2 separate regions of the Mus musculus genome follow, and region 1 is linked to region 2. The links are chromatin contacts, called in public HiChIP or PLAC-seq maps. All regions are on one chromosome and are shown on one strand. Each heading gives the region's core, a stretch centred on a gene start, on an enhancer-like site or on the middle of the called end of the contact. The rest is flanking DNA. Distances are from core to core; before and after follow the strand shown.

Region 1 (2,955 bases), core at 238-2,737, 410 kb before region 2:
CCAGCACAATCCAAACCAGCAAAAATCTCAACTCAGAAGGGGAAGAGGACAGACTCCCAACCATGACGCTCTGTGCAGCAATGCTGGGAAAGGGAGACCCACTGTGTATCAACTGCACTCCACTCAGAACAGGCCGCTCATGGATCTCTCTCTCTGACATTAAAGGCGTGCACACAACCTCCACATAACTTCCTTTTTTTGCTTGTTTTTGTATAGAAAGAGAGACCACAAACACACATAACATTGGGACATGGAGTTTAGTATCTGTTGACTGTTTGAGATGTTTACAATAATCAACCTGCACTTGGTGGTGCACACCCTTAATCCCAGAGGCAGAGACAGGCGGATCTGTGAAGTTCCATGCCAATCAGAGATACACAGTGAAACCCTGTTTCAAAAAACCAAAAATAAGTAGCACAGGTATCTATAGAGCCCCAAGCCATACCGTTAAGCCTTGGGGGTTGGGGAGTCCTTTTGTTTAGCGCTTATCATTATGATATTCTTGAGGCTAGCTACATTTTATGTCAGTCACACACTGAAGAGGAACAGACCGGAGCACCTCCGGAGGTGCAAGGCCCTTGGACAGCTATAAAGTGTCCTTCCTCGGCAGGAAAGATGGCTGTTCTCAAGGGTCTTTCACTCAAAGAACAAAGGGCCTTTCCAACTTCCAATACTATAGCCATCATGGAAGAGAAGCCACACTTCTCAGAGTTCAAGGCCAGGGTGGCTGGATGGCCCGGGTTGCCAAGCCTGACGACTGGAGTCTAAACCAGGAATCCACATGGTTAATGGAGAACCGTCAGCCTGCAGGTGTCCTCTGACAGTCACATGCATGCCATATCCCAGAATGCAGTGCTCATTCCATTCTCAATGTCAAACTATTAAACACTCAGAGTATAAACATCAGAACATAGAATATCTATGCGCTCGCTTCATACCAGGAATCAATAGATGGTAATGGTACAACATACTACTTCAGATTAACTCCTGTCCTACACTTGGGTGCTGTCATTCCCTGTGCTAGGTTCTCTTATTTCTTTCCCTTCTGTGGCACTGGGGATCAAACCCAGGGCCTTGGTACATACAGATAAATGCTCTACGTTGACATATGTCCCCAGTTCCCTATTTTGTTATCAAGCCACCAAATGAGTCGTTGTTATTGTTGTAAGAAGCCGACAGTAACAAGTAAACACTCATCTTTTGGGGAAGCACAGGGACACCAAACCCCAGGTCTTGCACATGCTAGGCAAGTCTTAGTAATGACATTAACCACTGGTATCCTAGTTAGGGTTTCGCTGTCGTGAAGACACCATGACCAAGGCAACTCTTGTAAGAACAACATTAAATTGGGGTTGGCTTTACAGGTACAGAAATTTAATCCATTATTATGGCTCTAGAGGGGCTAAGAGCCCTTGTTCCGAAGGTAGCTGGAAGACTGACTTCCAGGAAGCTAAGAGGAAGGTCTCAAAGCCCATCCCACAGTGACAGACTTCCTCCATCAAGGCCACACCTACACAAACAAGGCCACACATGCTAATAGTGTAGCTCCCAGGGCCATGCATATTCAAACCACAACTGGGGTACATTCCTAAGTACAGAATTCTAGGCTGAAAGGTAGATCTCAGTCCATTAATGTCTAATGGTACTGTTCAAAACATCTGTTGTTAGCTTAACAGTCATTCCTTTCTAAATACTTTCTCACTTTTGGAAGCTTTTTAAAATCTAACACTTATCTGGGCTGGGAGCACAGCTAGCTCAGCAACAGCCGCCTAGTGTGCTGGCCAGTGGACAAGATGTAGCTCATGTAGACGCATAGACGCACGCCTCCCATCCTCTCCTTCCTCCTATTTACCTTTGTGCTCATCCTGGGTAGTTTACTTGGATTCTCTGATTCCCCCATTCTTCAATCACATCTAAACTGTTGTAAAGGACCTACCTATCTTTCTAGGTTTGTTCATTTTCAAAGTCCTCCCAGTCTTCTGTTCCAGTGGTAGGGTCTCTGTATCTTTCCTGATTTAAACCAGACATAGAGTCCCTGCTAATTTCATGATCTGGGTTCTTTAGGGAGCTTATACTACATCTGTTGCTGTCTGCTAATACATTATTTCTTTTAGCTTTTTTAGCTTTCAGTTGAATTCTTTAGGGTTCCCCACACACAATTGTTGATTTGTTAAAACAAAAGGGTGATATCCTCTGAAGCACCGTGTGTTAATTACATCAGGTTCCATTGTAAACTTGTGCTTTGGAGCCCAGAGCAGGGAATGAAGGAACTGGGGAAGGCCCGTAGGCAGAGCGCTAGGATGCAGCCCCTTTGCTATGTTGTGTACTATGAGGGTCTCATCCTACAACACGCTCCCGATGAACATAGACTTTACACAGGCACAAAACCAATGGAGCCAAACCAGTCAAATGGAACCAAATCAATCTTTCCTATTTAAAATGGCATTAAAGATGGCAGTTATTGCAGCCTAGGGATGGCCCAGTGGTTAAGATCACTTTTGCAGAGGACCTGCGTTTGTTTTTCAGTGCCCTTGTCGGGCAACTCATAAGCACCAGCTCCAGGGCATGTAAGCCTCTTCCAGCCTCTGTGGGCACTGTACTCATGCACACACCCTAACACATGCACACAATCAAAACTATAGAAAACAAACCCTTTCAAAACTACACAAAGATAACAACACACCTGTCCACTGTTGATTCAATCAAAATTCCGAGTACCTAGCTCCATATCGTCTTTAACTGACAGACTTCTGCGGCTGGGGTTTTTGCTACTTTGTGCTGTTGGATTTTTCTGTTAATTCTACTTTCCTAGCGGGGCTGTCTGTCTGGACTGAAGAATGAGTCAGACTCAGGTGACTCCTAGTGAACCATTCCCTAATGAATAAAGGAATCAATCACTGGGTGAGAAGGCGGGACTTCCGGGTTGGACGTAGGAAAAGAGTTAGGGTCATTTTG
Region 2 (3,103 bases), core at 171-2,670:
TATAGTTTAGTGACAATTCTGGAGTTTTGGTTTCTCTAAAAAAACACAAAGATATTGTAAGAATATGTTTCATTTTGATGCCAGGTGTGAGGATGTAGGGCTGCTTGGACTGCCTAGAGCAGCTGACTGTGATTTGCCTCATGCTCTAGCAGAGTGGTGGTTTTACCAGCTGTAGATGATACTTTCTGCGATTGTGTGACATTTGGAATTCAGAGAGTATATAAATGTCAGGGTCTAGAAAGGCAGGCCGAAGCTGGGCCTGGTGGCGCACGTCTTTAATCCCAGCACTCGGGAGGCAGAGTCAGGCGGATTTCTGAGTTTTACAGAGTGAGTTCCAGGACAGCCAGGGCTACACAGAGAAACCCTGTCTCGAAAAACAAAAAAAAACAAAAAAAAAAAAACAAAAAAAGAAAGAAAGAAAGAAAGAAAGAAAGAAAGAAAGAAAGAAAGAAAAAAAGAAAGAAAGAAAAAAAGAAAGGCAGGCTGAGTTGTATGTTGGGGGGAGGGGGGGTTGTTACAGTTTGTTAGTAGCCCTGCTCAAAGAAGAAACAAAAAGAAAGATAGATTCAGGGATCTCTCTCTCTCTCTCTCTCTCTCTCTCTCTCTCTCTCTGTCTCTCTCTTTCTCCTCTATCCTTTCTCTCCTATTTAGTGATAAGGAGTAGGGGATAAAGGGCTGGAAGAAGAAGAACTCACAAAGTAGCAAAGACCAGCTACAATATAGCAAGACCCATCACAAAACCCAAAATTCATGGCCTAGTGTCAGAGATGTATAGTTCCAAGTATTTGGGAGTCTGAGGCAGGAGAATTCCAACTTCATGGTCTGCCAAGGCACAAAGTGTGTTTAAGGCCAATCTGAACAGCTTATAGAGAGTATAATGGTACACACCTACAATCCCAGCACCTGGGAGGCTAGGACAGGAGGATCACTGCAAGGCCAAGGCCAGTCTGGTTTACATGAAGAATTCCAGAACAGGGGCTAGGGAGACACCTCAATTGTTAAGAACACCAGCTGCTCTTCCAGAGGATGTGAGTTCAAATCCCAACACCCACATGGCAGTTCACAATTGTCTGTATTGACCTCTGCCAACACCAGGCACACACATCATCCACAGACATATGTAGACAAAAACACCCATACATATAAAATAAAATAAATTTAAAAATAAAAAGAATTCCAGACCAGCCAGTACCTCATCCCTCTAGGTAGGGCTTTCCTCAACAGTGCAGGTTGGCCTATCATGCCCAGCCTCACTAAATCTCTAAGACTGAGAGTTATGACTCGCAGTGAATGACAGTGTTTGGTTTGTAACTGATTTGGGCTTGTCTCTTCTCAAGTTAGCATCAGCCAGGGCGGCTCACAGGCTGGAGTCAGGGCTGGAGCACCTCCACATGGCCAGTCCATGTGACTGTTTGGCTTGGTGGCTGGGTTCCAAAGGCAAAAGTCTGGAGAGGAGGGCGTGCAAAAGGGGAGGAGCCAGAAGCTCTATGCTTGCTCCTGACCTTGGTCTTGGAAGCCATACACTTTTTAGTGGCCTTATCCTCAGATGTGAATCAGAAGGCTGGCTCCTATTCTGGAGAAGGGGGTGGAATTTGGCTCCACCTTCTGGTGGGAGGAATGTCAAAGATATTTTGAATTTTTTTTTTTTTTTTTTTTTGGAGACAGGGTCTTAGACCTCATTATGTAACAAGACTGAATACCCAGATATCCAGTTTCCCATCTCTGCTCAACAGAAGCTAAGGTACTACACTCTGCCCGGCTCTTGTCCGTTTTCTTTAAGTCCTCGGGGTTGAGCCCCGGAAGCTCGTGTATTCCAGGCAAGCATCCGACCACTGAGCTACAACCCCCAGTTCCCTTGCACATGTTTTTAAACCATCTTCTGTGGGTTTCCCAGGCCTTCCTAAAGACTCCTCTTTTGTGTGTCTGCAGTGGAACCCAGCTGTCTCAGGGGTCTTTCTTTTGTTTTGTTTAAACAAACTCTTCCAGCTCAGACTGGCCTTGAACTTGCTACTTACTGAGGATAACCTTGAACTCCTGCCTCTACCTCTTGACCTAAGTGTTTTGTTTTTTTATCCTCGGGGAGATCGATAGAGGAGGTTGGTTTGTGAAATGAGAGTTGAGCGTAGAGCGAAGGGAACAAGGAAAGGCATGGAGACCCTGCGTGATGGAGGGATAGGGCCCACACAGGTCAGTTAGGCCAGATGGTCAGCTCCAACTGTGCTGGCTGGGGTTTTAGTTGGGTTAACAGCAAGATGCCGTGGGAAGTTTCCCTGCAGGGAGACTGACAAGATGAGACCTGTGCTTTCCTAAGATGCTTCTGGCAGCAGCAGGAAAGCTTTATTGGCACAGTGAGAGATTGGTAGCATGGAGACGATTAATGGGGCTTTTGAGTGAAAGCTGGTGGGGTGGGCGTGGAGGGGCTACCAGGACCTGGAAGAAAGCAAAGGAATACGAGACAGTCGGGGGGATATGATTAACGGGCCTGAGAATCCCCTGTTCTGTAGAGAAGCTGCCTCACCCCCGACCTTTTCACCCTCCTCATCCCCACCTGCGATCGGTTTACTAGGCTTGGCTTTCTCATGACTTGAGTCATGTGTCTGTGTAGTGGCTGCCTAAGCCTGCTCTTTCTGCACGTGTGCCTAAAATGCTCTAGGGCCAGGAGACACAGTGGCAGCCCTGCTGCATCTCCAGTATCGACTCCCATCAGAGATCATAGCATCATTCTCTCTCTCTCTCTCTCTCAGATTTATTTATTTATTTATTTTATGTATGTGAGTACACTGTAGCTGTCTTCAGACACACCAGAAGAGGGCATCAGACCCCATTAGGGATGGCTGTGAGCCACCACGTAGATGCTGGAAATTGAACTCAGGACCTCTGGAAGAGCAGTCAGTGTCCTTAACCACTGAGCCATCTCTCCAGCCCCCACATTCTATGAATTTTTATGTATATGAGTGCTCTATCATCATGTACACGCATGCCAGAGGAGAGCATCAGATCCCATTACTAATGGTTGTAAGCTACCGTGTGGTTGCTGGAAATTGAACTCAGGACCTTTGGAAGAGCAGCCAGTGCTCTTAACCCCTGAGCCATCTCTCCAGCC

What was found. HiChIP or PLAC-seq counts read pairs in DNA pulled down with a chosen protein or histone mark.
Region 1: a contact with region 2 is called in an H3K27ac HiChIP or PLAC-seq map of embryonic stem cells, with 4 times the contacts expected there. The contact joins two enhancer-like sites. A contact is called at or near these places in 1 of 484 Hi-C or Micro-C datasets (pancreatic cancer cells) and 1 of 115 datasets of contacts at active chromatin or transcription factors (embryonic stem cells).

Annotation. Positions count from the first base shown.
Region 1 is chr15:100,247,428-100,250,382 of GRCm38.p6, reverse strand. All of the region lies in intron 3 of Atf1 (activating transcription factor 1), which reads right to left. Among named protein-coding and RNA genes, the nearest start is that of Atf1, 21 kb to the right of the region's middle. Within about 2 kb of position 1,487, at least 25 of the 459 cell types and tissues checked have an H3K27ac peak or open chromatin away from gene starts, as enhancers often do. A contact at or near this core is called in embryonic stem cells, where this site is marked.
Region 2 is chr15:99,838,503-99,841,605 of GRCm38.p6, reverse strand. All of the region lies in intron 2 of Lima1 (LIM domain and actin binding 1), which reads left to right. Among named protein-coding and RNA genes, the nearest start is that of Gm17057, 22 kb to the right of the region's middle. Within about 2 kb of position 1,420, at least 56 of the 459 cell types and tissues checked have an H3K27ac peak or open chromatin away from gene starts, as enhancers often do. A contact at or near this core is called in embryonic stem cells, where this site is marked.